Regions from separate parts of the Hordeum vulgare genome. Here all the other regions are linked to region 1. Evidence: chromatin contacts called from public Hi-C data. All regions are on one chromosome and are shown on one strand. Each heading gives the region's core, a stretch centred on a gene start, on an enhancer-like site or on the middle of the called end of the contact. The rest is flanking DNA. Distances are from core to core; before and after follow the strand shown. Region 1 holds the start of LOC123443736 (carbamoyl-phosphate synthase large chain, chloroplastic). Region 2 has its middle 150 kb from the start of LOC123443735. Region 3 has its middle 69 kb from the start of LOC123442407.

Evidence for each region. A called contact is a pair of places that touch in the nucleus more often than the background predicts.
Region 2: a Hi-C map of leaf shows a contact between it and region 1, with 6 times the contacts expected there. The contact joins the enhancer-like site here to the promoter of LOC123443736 in region 1. A contact is called at or near these places in 2 of 6 Hi-C or Micro-C datasets (leaf and seedling) and 1 of 1 datasets of contacts at active chromatin or transcription factors (embryo).
Region 3: a Hi-C map of seedling shows a contact between it and region 1, with 4 times the contacts expected there. The contact joins the enhancer-like site here to the promoter of LOC123443736 in region 1. A contact is called at or near these places in 1 of 6 Hi-C or Micro-C datasets (seedling) and 1 of 1 datasets of contacts at active chromatin or transcription factors (embryo).

Annotation. Positions count from the first base shown.
Region 1 is chr3H:321,856,984-321,860,816 of MorexV3_pseudomolecules_assembly, reverse strand. It overlaps LOC123443736 (carbamoyl-phosphate synthase large chain, chloroplastic), which reads right to left and starts at 1,986. Exons shown (of 3, transcript XM_045120250.1): 1 at 573-1,986. The coding sequence starts at 1,856.
Region 2 is chr3H:320,956,745-320,960,577 of MorexV3_pseudomolecules_assembly, reverse strand. No RefSeq gene overlaps it. Among protein-coding and RNA genes, the nearest start is that of LOC123443735, 150 kb to the right of the region's middle. Within about 2 kb of position 1,702, at least 2 of the 3 cell types and tissues checked have open chromatin away from gene starts, as enhancers often do. A contact at or near this core is called in leaf, where this site is marked.
Region 3 is chr3H:321,300,677-321,304,509 of MorexV3_pseudomolecules_assembly, reverse strand. No RefSeq gene overlaps it. Among protein-coding and RNA genes, the nearest start is that of LOC123442407, 69 kb to the left of the region's middle. Within about 2 kb of position 2,204, at least 3 of the 3 cell types and tissues checked have open chromatin away from gene starts, as enhancers often do. A contact at or near this core is called in seedling, where this site is marked.

The DNA of each region.
Region 1 (3,833 bases), core at 737-3,236:
CACAGCAATTAGATTAGTCAAGATGCAGAGCTCCAATATAAAGAACAAAATAGGAACTCATTTGATTGTGATGTTTTGGTTCTGAATTGACTAATGTAGCCAAGAAGATAAGAATGACTAGTGAAGCAACATGAAGTAAACCGTGCAAGAGACAAAGGATAGCTAAACAGTACTACTTTATCTGTAATCAAATAAAGAAGAACCATAGACAAAGGATAGCTAAACAGTACTACTTTATCTGTAATCAAATAAAGAAGAACCATTCAACTTCTGACAGGGAGATGCCGATGCACATATGACAATTCGCTTAAGCAAGTAATAAGAAATTTTAGTCATCCTGTTAAAATATCTTGAGAGTATACTGACCAAACTAATCATTAAAGTTGAAAAGTTCTAAGGCATGCAGAGCAAATAAAAAAGGTAAGCTATCAGCACCACAGTTGGAACTTGCAGGTTTACAGCAAATACTATCTACACAACACAAAGTTATTGTGGGATGGGATGCAAAATTTCTACAATGAACCAAATACTGTTTGCTCCAAGGAGGTTGCAAACAGATTCAAGATTACTACCTTTGTGACAACATAGTCAATGGAGGGCTCAAAGCTAGCAGGCGTCTTCTTTGTGATATCATTTGGAATCTGGTCCAACGTATAGCCTACTGAGAGTTTTGCTGCCATCTTGGCTATCGGAAACCCAGTGGCCTTTGATGCAAGAGCTGATGACCTTGAAACCCTGGGGTTCATCTCAATCACCATGACCTCCCCGTCTGCAGGGTTCACGGCAAACTGTACATTGGAACCACCGCACTCCACACCAATCTCCCGGATGATGGCCACGGAGTAGTCCCTGAGTCTCTGGTACTCCTTATCAGTGAGAGTCTGAGCAGGCGCCACGGTGATTGAATCGCCTGTATGCACACCCATGGGGTCGATATTCTCAATGGAGCAGATGATGACCACATTGTCGGCCATGTCACGCATCACCTCCAGCTCGTACTCCTTCCACCCGAGCAGGGATTTCTCCACAAGCACCTGCTGCGTGTGTGAAGCCGCCAGACCAGAGCGGCAAATGTCCTCAAACTCGGCCCTGTTATAGGCGATGCCTCCCCCGGTGCCACCAAGCGTGAAAGCTGGTCGGACAATCAGGGGGAACTCACCAATGTCCTTTGCGATTGTGAGGCACTCCTCAAGCGTGGTGCCGATGCCAGAGGGGGGCGTCTTGAGTCCGATGCGGTCCATGGCCTGCTTGAATAGCTGGCGGTCCTCCGCGGCGCGAATAGCAGGGAGGGAAGCGCCGATGAGGCGCACACCGAGGCGGTCGAGCGCGCCGGATTCGGCCAGAGAGACGGCGAGGTTGAGCGCCGTCTGTCCGCCCATGGTGGGGAGGAGCGCATCGGGGCGCTCATTGGCGATGATGCCCTCGACGAGCGGCGGGGTCATGGGCCCGATGTAAGTGCGGTGGGCGAGGTCGGGGTCGGTCATGATGGTGGCCGGGTTGGAGTTGACGAGCACCACCTCGTATCCTTCCTCGACGAGCGCCTTGCAAGCCTGTGTGCCGGAGTAGTCGAACTCGCACGCCTGGCCGATGACGATGGGCCCAGCGCCGAGAATCATGATCTTCTTGACGCCGGCGAGCTTGCCGCCCTTGGTGGGCTCAGCGGCGAAGTGGCGTACGGTGACGGCGGTGTCCTGTGCGGCACCGTTGGAGGAGGCGGAGCGGGCGGAGAGGCCGCGGCGGGAGGAGCCGTGGTGACGGCGCGGGAAGGGGAGGAGGGAGCGGAGGAGCACGGTGGCGCGGTGGGCGTAGGAGGGGCATGTGCGCAGGTGGGAGTGGGATGAGAGTGAGGTCGCCATGGCGGCGGCGGCGGCGGCGCGGAGGCGCGCACAAGGTTGGTGGTGATGAGGAAGCGGCGGCGAAGTGGAGGGTGGAAGGGGGCGATGGGGATGTAGGGTTTTTTTGTAGAGGGATTAAGGGGGCGTGTAACTGTGAGGGTTTAACCCTCTCACCAATTCCTTTTTATATTCGCTGTCGCGGGTGGTTCAGTTTTAGGCTCCAAATCGTCGTCTTATCCTGCCTTGTTTTACTTTCCCTCCCTCTTAATTCCTATGAGACGAATTTGCTGTCCAAACCGATTTCATCTTCTTGTAGAGCCACACCTGGCATAATCTCTATCCGTATGAATAAGTTTTAAAAAAAATCTAATCGATTTATTCATCATCGATCATGACGGTACAACAAACACAAAAGTTAATAATAATTACATCTACAGTCGTAGTCCACCAGCAACGTTTATAATTTACAAGCATTGAAACGAGCCAAAGGTACGCCGCTGTCATCACCCCTCTCTCGTCGGAGATGGACAAAACTTGTTGTGATAGATAGTCGGGAAGTTGTCGTGTTAAGGCCCTTTAGGACCAACGCACCAAGACAACAACCGCCGTTAATAAATAAAAATGTTGATCGAAAGAATCCAACCTCCAAGACACGGTGACATGGACGAACAAAGACTCGATCCGAGTGGATCCATCAAAGACAACCACCAACCGAATCATGCGGGATCTACCGCACACAACCTCCACGCGCCATCCGACGATGGTAGATGCACCATCGGTACCGGGGCTAGGCGGGCATAATTTTATTTTATCTTTAAGGGTCGTGAACGTCTCGTCTTCTTGAACGTGACACAAGCCCTAGCAAAATTCAGAGAAACATGTAAAAACGGAGTCCTCCCACCCCGCAAGGGCTACGATCGACCGCGTCTCCATGATCCTAAGGCCACATGATACGAGGCGGATCGACGGCGCCGCTGGCGGGAGGCAGAAATTCTAGCTTCTTCTTTGCTTGGAGGAGAGGGGAAGGGACAAGTATCAAGGATGTCATAAACTCGAGTCATAGCGAACCAAAACATTGTTCTGCCTTCGGCGGTGCCCCTTTCTCAAGATTACGAGTCGTCTCGATTATCCTTAGTGTGGCCTAAATATTTCATCATTGCTTCTAGATCATGTTGCTCTGCTAACATAGAGCTTGAAGTTGCCGCCATGGAAACCTATTCTAAAACAGACATTCAGACTTCGAAACCCTGCCTTTCGCGCCACCCAGTAAATCCTAGCCAAGGCCGCCCGTCGATCAAGGACCACCCTTCGGCCCGAGCATGTTCCAGCTATGAGGGTGGTGACGGATGTGTATGCAATTACTTGTGCGCATACATGCAATGCACACAAAAAAGGCGCCTTTGGACACCCAAATAAAACTGCCACCTAAGCGCATATCCAACACATACTTCTGAATTTGAAAACTGCCACCTAAGCGCATATCCAACAAAAAAGGCGCCTTTGGACGCGTTTGGTGATACGGGAGCCAGCCATAGACATCAAAGTCCAAAGACATTTCAAAGGAATTTGAAAAAAATGGACAAATTTTATGCAAACCATATAATTTTCATTTAAGTCGGATCATATTCATTATATTTTTTACATATTTCAACTAAGAAGTTGTCACGTCCAAGATGCGACCCTATCCTCAATTTGGCACGAGGGCCTCGTTAGGGATAGAAGCGCATCTCGTCGTTTCGCAAGAATGGATATCGTTACAAGTACATGTACTGAAAAGAAGACATATATATAAAGAATTGGCTTACACTCGCCACAAGCTACATCAGAGTCACAGCAGTACAATACATTAATATCATGAAGAAGAGCAGGGTCCGTCCACGGACGAAAACAAACGAGAAAAGAAGAACGTCGTCCATCCTTGCTATCCGAGGCTGCCAGCCTGGAACCCATCCTAGATCGATGAAGAAGAAGAAGCAACTCCAAATGAACAATCGCTCG
Region 2 (3,833 bases), core at 453-2,952, 900 kb after region 1:
TCTCGTTGTTTTCACTATGAACTTCTGTCACGTATTTTTTGCTCGTGATTCCTCGTCTGTTCCTCAGAGTTGGACAAAAACTTGTTGAAAATACGCCCATATATTTCTATTTAAACTTGAGAGAAAACTCAATTTTTTTACACATCACAACAAATATAGCAATTGTGAAAACTCAGTGACTGTTTAAGAGCATTTTTTGAACACACTAAAACTTGTTTGGAACTATATACACAAAACATTTCTTTCATGGGAATTTCGTGTATGATATACCATTAGAAAGGTTACGTTTGAGAAGCAATTTTCTTATGTAGACAACCTTATCAAATTCGTTCTCATTTTATGAGTAGTTTTAAAATGCCAAAAATGGGATTGATTTTTAACTTGTAAATTCTAGATTTCATAAACTTCGAACTTCTGAGTTATTTAATTTGAACTTCTTATTTTGATTTTTTAGAAAAAGAAAAAAATGATTTTTTTAGTAAACGTCATATTTTAGTTGAATTAAATACTTTTTTCTAGAAACGAGAAGAATCTAAGTTTTTTGTATACATTGAGCTGCTCTGTTATTTCTAGTTTGATTTTTTTTGTTTTATTCTTTAGTAATGAGCAAAAGTTGTCGGTATTTAAAAGCATTGAACCACACAAACGATACACCTATGAAAAGCTATCGAAATTATTCAACTTTTTCTTGTTAAAAATCAAAACTTCTTTGTTCATAAATTTTTGACCTTCTTTGCTTTTATTCTTTTGTAATGAGAAAATCTGAATTTTGTATATACATCGAACTTCACCATTTTTTAAATTTAAACATTGGATAGTAATAAGGAAATCATCATTTTATAAACATTGAACCACGCTGTTATTTCAATTTGAACTTCTAGTTTTCTAGAATGGGGAAATTATTTCTTATAATTTAATCCCTTGCTCTTGTTGTGTTATTTGAACCTTTTTTTCTTCTAACATCTTGTCTCAACACATACAATGCATGTGAGCAAAAATCGGTACAATTATCCATATAAGATGAATTGAGTAACACACCCAAGTCGAGTTGTTCATCCACAACTTGTTCGACTGGATCGGGCAATCCCTTTTTTGTTGTTTTCCTCTTTCGTTTCTGCACGGGGTAGCTCCCCACATGCACCTTCTGGTTTACCTGGATCGGCAAAGACGTGCTGGCTAGCAAGAAGAATGCCAAGATGGCGAGGCAAGAGGTTGGAGAAGAAGTTCAAGGCAGAAGAGCAAGACATCCATGGTATGCACGGTGGAAATTGTCACTGGACGCAAGGCGTCGATATCAACAGACCCAACGGCCAGCAACTTCTGACTCAATGGGTGAGCTCACTTCACAATCGCATAACTACTACTCCCTCCGTTCCTAAATATAAGTCTTTTAAGAGATTTCATTAGGTGATTACATACAAAACAAAATAAGTAAATCTATATACTTTAGAGTATGTCTATATACACAGGCGGAGCTCCCGGTAGGGCGAGCGTCTACCTTGATTTTTGATGATTTTTTTATACGAATACATGTTTGATCGCTAAAAGATCATTGGGAAAGAAAAATCACCGTTACACGTTTTTATTGGGCCATGATTGAACATGCCACCAACGTTTTTATTGGGCCGTAGCACGTAGGAGTTAGCAGGTCATGGCGTCACACACTAGCCTCGCTCAACCTAGTCCACCCCACGTCATACTTCAGATCCTCACCCAAGCGAGAGCGAGCGAGTTTTTTTTCCTGATGGAGTTGGAGACTGGCGGACTTGGCGTACATGCTGACAGGTGTAATATTTTTATGAATTTTGGTTTTCATTTTTGTGTGCACTGTTAGTTGTATTATAGTTTGATTTGCATAATAAAGAAAATTAAGCTTAAGAGTTTGCCCCACCTTAAAAAAGTTTCGTCCTCGGCCACTGTCTATATACATACGTATGTAATTTCTCTAATAAAATCTTTAGAAAGACTTATATTTAGGAACCGAGGTAGTATTATGACATCCCTTTTTGAATACTATTCATCTCATACAATTGTCATTACTGATGGCTTTTCACTAACTGAAGGATCATGTTCCAAGGAACATATATACACATACTTGAAGAAAAGAATGTTGTTTATGCCATCAGCTAAAATGAAAACGAGGGGATATTTTCTGTACCCGTTCATTCCTCAGTCAGCGACAGGCCTGACTGTTGCTAGAGGACCCGCCGCAATCCAAGCCTCCCTGCAGCTGCAGGTCGTTGCCTCCTCCGGTTGAAGGTCAACGGCTCCTCTAGCTGCAGTATAGCATCCAATAGTTGATCCCTCCGGCGCAACGATGGGATTCAGGAGGGCGTTGTTGCTGTGAATCTCCAGGAGGCGCGTAGTTGTTGAACGACCGGAGTTGGTGGCGACGAGCGTCGTTGGTGATGCGACGTTGGAGCCCCACCGGGAGGAGTCGGAAGGCATGAGCAGACAGATGGGGAGAATGCGACGTGCGACGCCGACAGTCACTGGGAGGAGGCACGCGACAATAAGATGCCCGTCGCGAGCTCCAGCGGCCGGTGGCGTCAACGGATACAAGTTCTGCGTTGATGGAGGAGCACCACAGGGACGAGGCGGAGATGGTCGGGCCCCACGGAGGTGGTGAAGAGGTGCGGGGTTACGCGGAGGTGCGCGGGGGTTGCAGGGGCGTATCATGGCGGCGCGACTGGCCGGTGGAGGGGCGGTGGAGGCGCGTGCGAGGTCCAGGGCCGGCGGTGGCACGCGGGATATAGGGGTGGCAGCGGCGCACGAGGATCCATGGCCGGCGACGGCGACCGGTATCCACTGCAGGCGGTGGAGCGGGAGGTTTTGATGGCTGGTGGGGTGCCGGTGGGGGATCGTGGGAGGTTGTGGATCAGGGGGAGGTGGTGGACCGATGGGTAGCGGCTCCTATATTTTTTTCTGTCGCTGCCAATTCTGTAGTTCGGGAACGTCTCGTCCGCGCCGTGCCGGATCATAATAACTATTCTGATCTGAGAAATTGACTATTCGTCATTTTAAATGAAGAATAGTTATTCTTTAACCTTCTTTATTTTCACATCAATGCACTGTAATTTTATATTTTACTTTTTTATTTCATACGTAAAAAAGATTATAAAAAAATATAGTAATCATAAAATATTTTATGTCAAGTAAAATTACAAACATAAAAACATAATGTAAAATATACATGAAATATGATTTTTCCGGTCTTATGATTTATATTTTTAATTTTTTATATCAAATTTTCCGTAATGGATCAATATTAATGTAACTATTGTTATTTTAAATGTAATTTATTTATGAAAGGTCATAAGTTTATTTGGAAGAAGAATAACTTATTTTGAATCCTGGATGACGAATAGACTTTTACATTTATGAAATGGTCGTAAGTTTATATATATATACACACACACATATACATATACATATATAGATAAAATGTTTGGGGCACCTAGGTGCCTGGGTACCTAGCTGATTTTCATTAACGCACGGTGGATCCAACCCCATTAATTTTTGCATGCCAGATTTTTCATATATGAATTATTTTCCTTCCAAATTTAGCACATATGCATTTGTTTCCAATAATACACGCATGCACAACTTCCCTTGCATGCATGATCTCTATTTGCTTCTTTCCAAAATAAAATATGTACATTAACAGATACGACATGCGGAGAATACGCTGCATAGAAATGATATACCCAAGGTATGATATAGAGAAATTGTATGCCCAGAAACATATGTCCCAAAAATAATAGACCACAAAATAATAATTAAAGTGTGACATACTTAAAAATTATATACCCAAAATTAATATACTCCAATAT
Region 3 (3,833 bases), core at 955-3,454, 560 kb after region 1:
TTCATATAAGTGAGTTTTATGAAAAACATATATTGGTTTGTTGAAACTTTTGAGCACTACTTCTTATTTTCTATTCTGGACCAGATTTGCAATTTGCACTACAACTCTATCTGCCGGGGATATACCCTGCGGTGTAACCGGCTTGGTGTATGAACTGGCTGGGACTTGGTGACTCCCTGATGACTCATTGGTGATCCGGCTGAGCTTGGCGACTCACTGGTGACTCGGTAGGGGGGTCAGGCGAATGACAAGACTGAAGGCCCAAGGTCCGACGTGCATCCCGGTATAAGGCGACTCATAGAGAGGCCAAGAGGGTCGGCTTACAAGAGAAGGCCGAAGAAGAGGAAATACTTCTTCACAAAGGAAACAAGACCCGGATTAGGATTCAAGAGAGACTAATCCTATTCCTACTCCTAGTAGGATTCTACATGTAAACCTACCCCTTCCACTTATATAAGGAGTGGTAAGGCGGCCCAAGAGGGACAAGACAAGTTAGATTGAGCCATGACATGTTCAGGCAATTAGAGATAGACATATTAGACACCCTCGAGATTAGAGGTAGCGATTCCGCACCCTTGTAATCGAGATCATCATCTTCATCAATGAAACACAAGGATGACGTAGGCTTTTACCTTCATCGGAGGGGCCGAACCTAGGTAAACTCGCGTCTCTCGATTCTGACTAACCCCTCTCAAGCCGCCACATAGTTGCGATGGTCTCACACCTAACTTCTCTCGCGAGGACATATGTCGTGACAAAACCACGACATTTGGCACCCACCATGGACGAGCGCATGGTAAAATTGTGTTCTTGAAGGGATCTCTCCTAGGAATCGAGAAGCTTATGACCCGTCGAATCCGCAAGAACCGGCTCGAAGATCTACATCAACTCTAGTTTCAACATTAATTTGGTCGAACAATGCAAGAGAAAAATTGCAACGAGGCAGTCAGGACGTTGTATACAAAATCAGATCGTGATAGAAAGCTAGGGTTATCAGTGCAATGCTATCATCGTGTCGTACGATCCGCGAAGTTTAACAGGATACAAGGGCTGATATCCATGATCTATCGATCAATCAACATCTGACGAAGACTACCAGAAAACAAAAAAAAGAAGGAATCAATTATAAGCCGCCCCGGACTCAGGCTACCACACCGCATCTGAGCCGACCAGCCTCCGCCCGCGCCGCGCCTCGCCTCGCTCCCACTTCGCCGCGCGTGCCATGAGGCACCATCCCCGCGCGACGTAGGAGCCGCCGTCCGCATCTCGCCTCAAGCAGGCATCGCCTCAAGCGACCTCGTTATTACTGCGCCCACGGCTGGCTTCCACTGGGTGATGTTTCTTATCCACTGCACAACCGACCGCAGCCGCGCCCTCCGCTGGCACCGGCTCCACTTCGCCTCGTGCCCTGGTCTGCTGCACCCTTGGACGGCGCTCTACCGCCACCGCCACCGTGCCCCGGTCGGCTTCACATCACTTCCTGATAAAACAAGCGTCTCGTGACCTCTTGCCAACTCCATGCGTCTAGCAAGGTTGCTTCCTTTCTGGACTGGATGCGCGTGACGCTGGAGGCAGCTGTGAGGGATTACTGCCAACACTACCCCGGTCAAATCTACTGCGTCACAACAATCATCTAAAGGCAACCGTTGTTTCCGCTACTCGGTTTCCATTGTGGGCCGATCACTAATTGTTATTTAGAGACAACTATAAATAAAAAAGTAGAAAAATTTAAGAAATAATATTCGCTGCTAGTTTAATTATCTTAAATAAAAACAAAGTTCATATGAGTTCATGGACAATAATACACCAGTGCTTCACAAAGAATCTTCTTCGGACATTTCTAGATGCAAAATCATTGATGAGAGTATCAAGATCAATTTTGTCTAAGCCATCCTTCTCAATACAACACATAGCCAAGCCATTCAATCTGTCTTGTAACATAGTTGACCTCAAACAATTTTTTAGCAGTTTTAATTTAGAGAAACTTCTTTCAGTTGAGGCTACAGTCACTGGTATAGTTAAGAGGCAGCGCGTACAAGTCTTCCCATCACAATCGAGACTTGATCTTTAGGCTTGAGGCCTTTAGCTTATTTTTTTTTCAGCTCATATAGCAACACGTATACTTATACATACGTCATGATGGACCCCCTCAAAACATGGGCCCTGGGCGTCGTCCATGTTCGCCTAGGGCCAGAGCCGGCCCTATTTGTGGTCACGTTTTCCTGTCCGCCTACGGGAAGTCCTGTGGAGTTTCCTTGTTGCTGTTGAGCTACTCACTAGCCACGTGGGGATGAAATAGAAAAAGGAGAAGAAAAAGGGAGAGGCAACAACACGCATGAGTGACTTAAGTTGGATTTGATGGATAAGTATTAATACGTACACTGGGAGTATTGCTTCATATTACAACAAGAACACCCGCTAGCTACAGCCGTTTGCCTGGTCGTCTCCGGGCGAATCCCATCAATCAAACATCCTTGTGGGCAAGGGACGCACAAATTTCCAAATTCGGCTACGACCTGAAGATAGACACGGTCAGGGATTCGCCAAGCCGACCACGCCCTAGAAACGGATGCGTGCACACACACGCACACCGCAACGCCCGCCTACGTAAGGCTGGCATCGCCCTGAGCCATGGCCTCGCCCCGACACGCCTGCCTCCATCACCGCGGCCTCGTCTCGAGCCAACTCGTCTACAATCGGACATCTAAATGAATTAAGTGATCAGCCACTCATATATATCAGGTGTTGTCTGCTTGCTTTATTTATACTAGCAAATATGTCCGTGCGTTGCAATGGGAGATAGAAAAAATTATGCACTAATCAAATAAGTAGGACTCAATACTCTGACATAAAATTATCTTCTATTTTAACACGATGGCTCACCATGTTGTCATTTATTTTTCTTTCCTCGCTGATGATGGTTACGATGTCCACGTGATCACAATATGTTTAACGTAATAAATACCAAGACTATTAGCTTACCACTGCACACCCAACCTTTTATTATGTTGCGCAAGGAAATGTTTACAACTTTAAAAACAAATCTCATCGATCATGAACTACTCCCAACGCCTAGACATATAAAGCCTTTCATAATACTAATCAATTCCTAGACATAAAAGTTTATTGAATCGGTGAACGGGTTTCCGAATCGACAATGTTTTTGAAAAAAACTTGTGGTTTTTCAAAAAAATACCGTACATTATTTTTTTACAAACATTTTTTGAATTGATGAACAATTTTTAACTCAGCAAACATTTTTTGAACATACGAGCTTTTTGGGAACAAATTTGAAAATTGATTTTCTTAATTTATGTGAATATTTTCTAAAGTTTCATGCACATTTTTTTCATATTCCCGAATATGCTTTGAATACACTATATTTTTTTCAAAATCCCGAACATGATTTTATTTCCTAACCATTTTTTCCAGATCGCGGTTATTTTTTATAATTTGCGTACGGATTGGCAAAAACCGCCAACTTTTTTAAATCCGCAAAAAATTATGATTTTGTTAAAAAAAATTGAATTCACATATATTTTAAGATTTCTCGAACATGTTTTGAAAACTCACAACTTTTAAATTTTGAAAATTTCAAATCAGTTTAAAGATGAAAGAAAAAAAAAGACAAAAATGAAATAAAAAAATAGCAAAGCAAGCCACGGATATGTAGGGAGGACTTACAAGAGATTGGGGAATTCATCGAGACCGGGGATCGAACCCTGGTCTCTTCGCTGAAACCGTTAGGCCTTAGCCACCATGCTACGTACGCATCTCTGAGTTTACTTAGTATCACATATTATAAAAGAACGAAGCATACACGACTTCGGAAA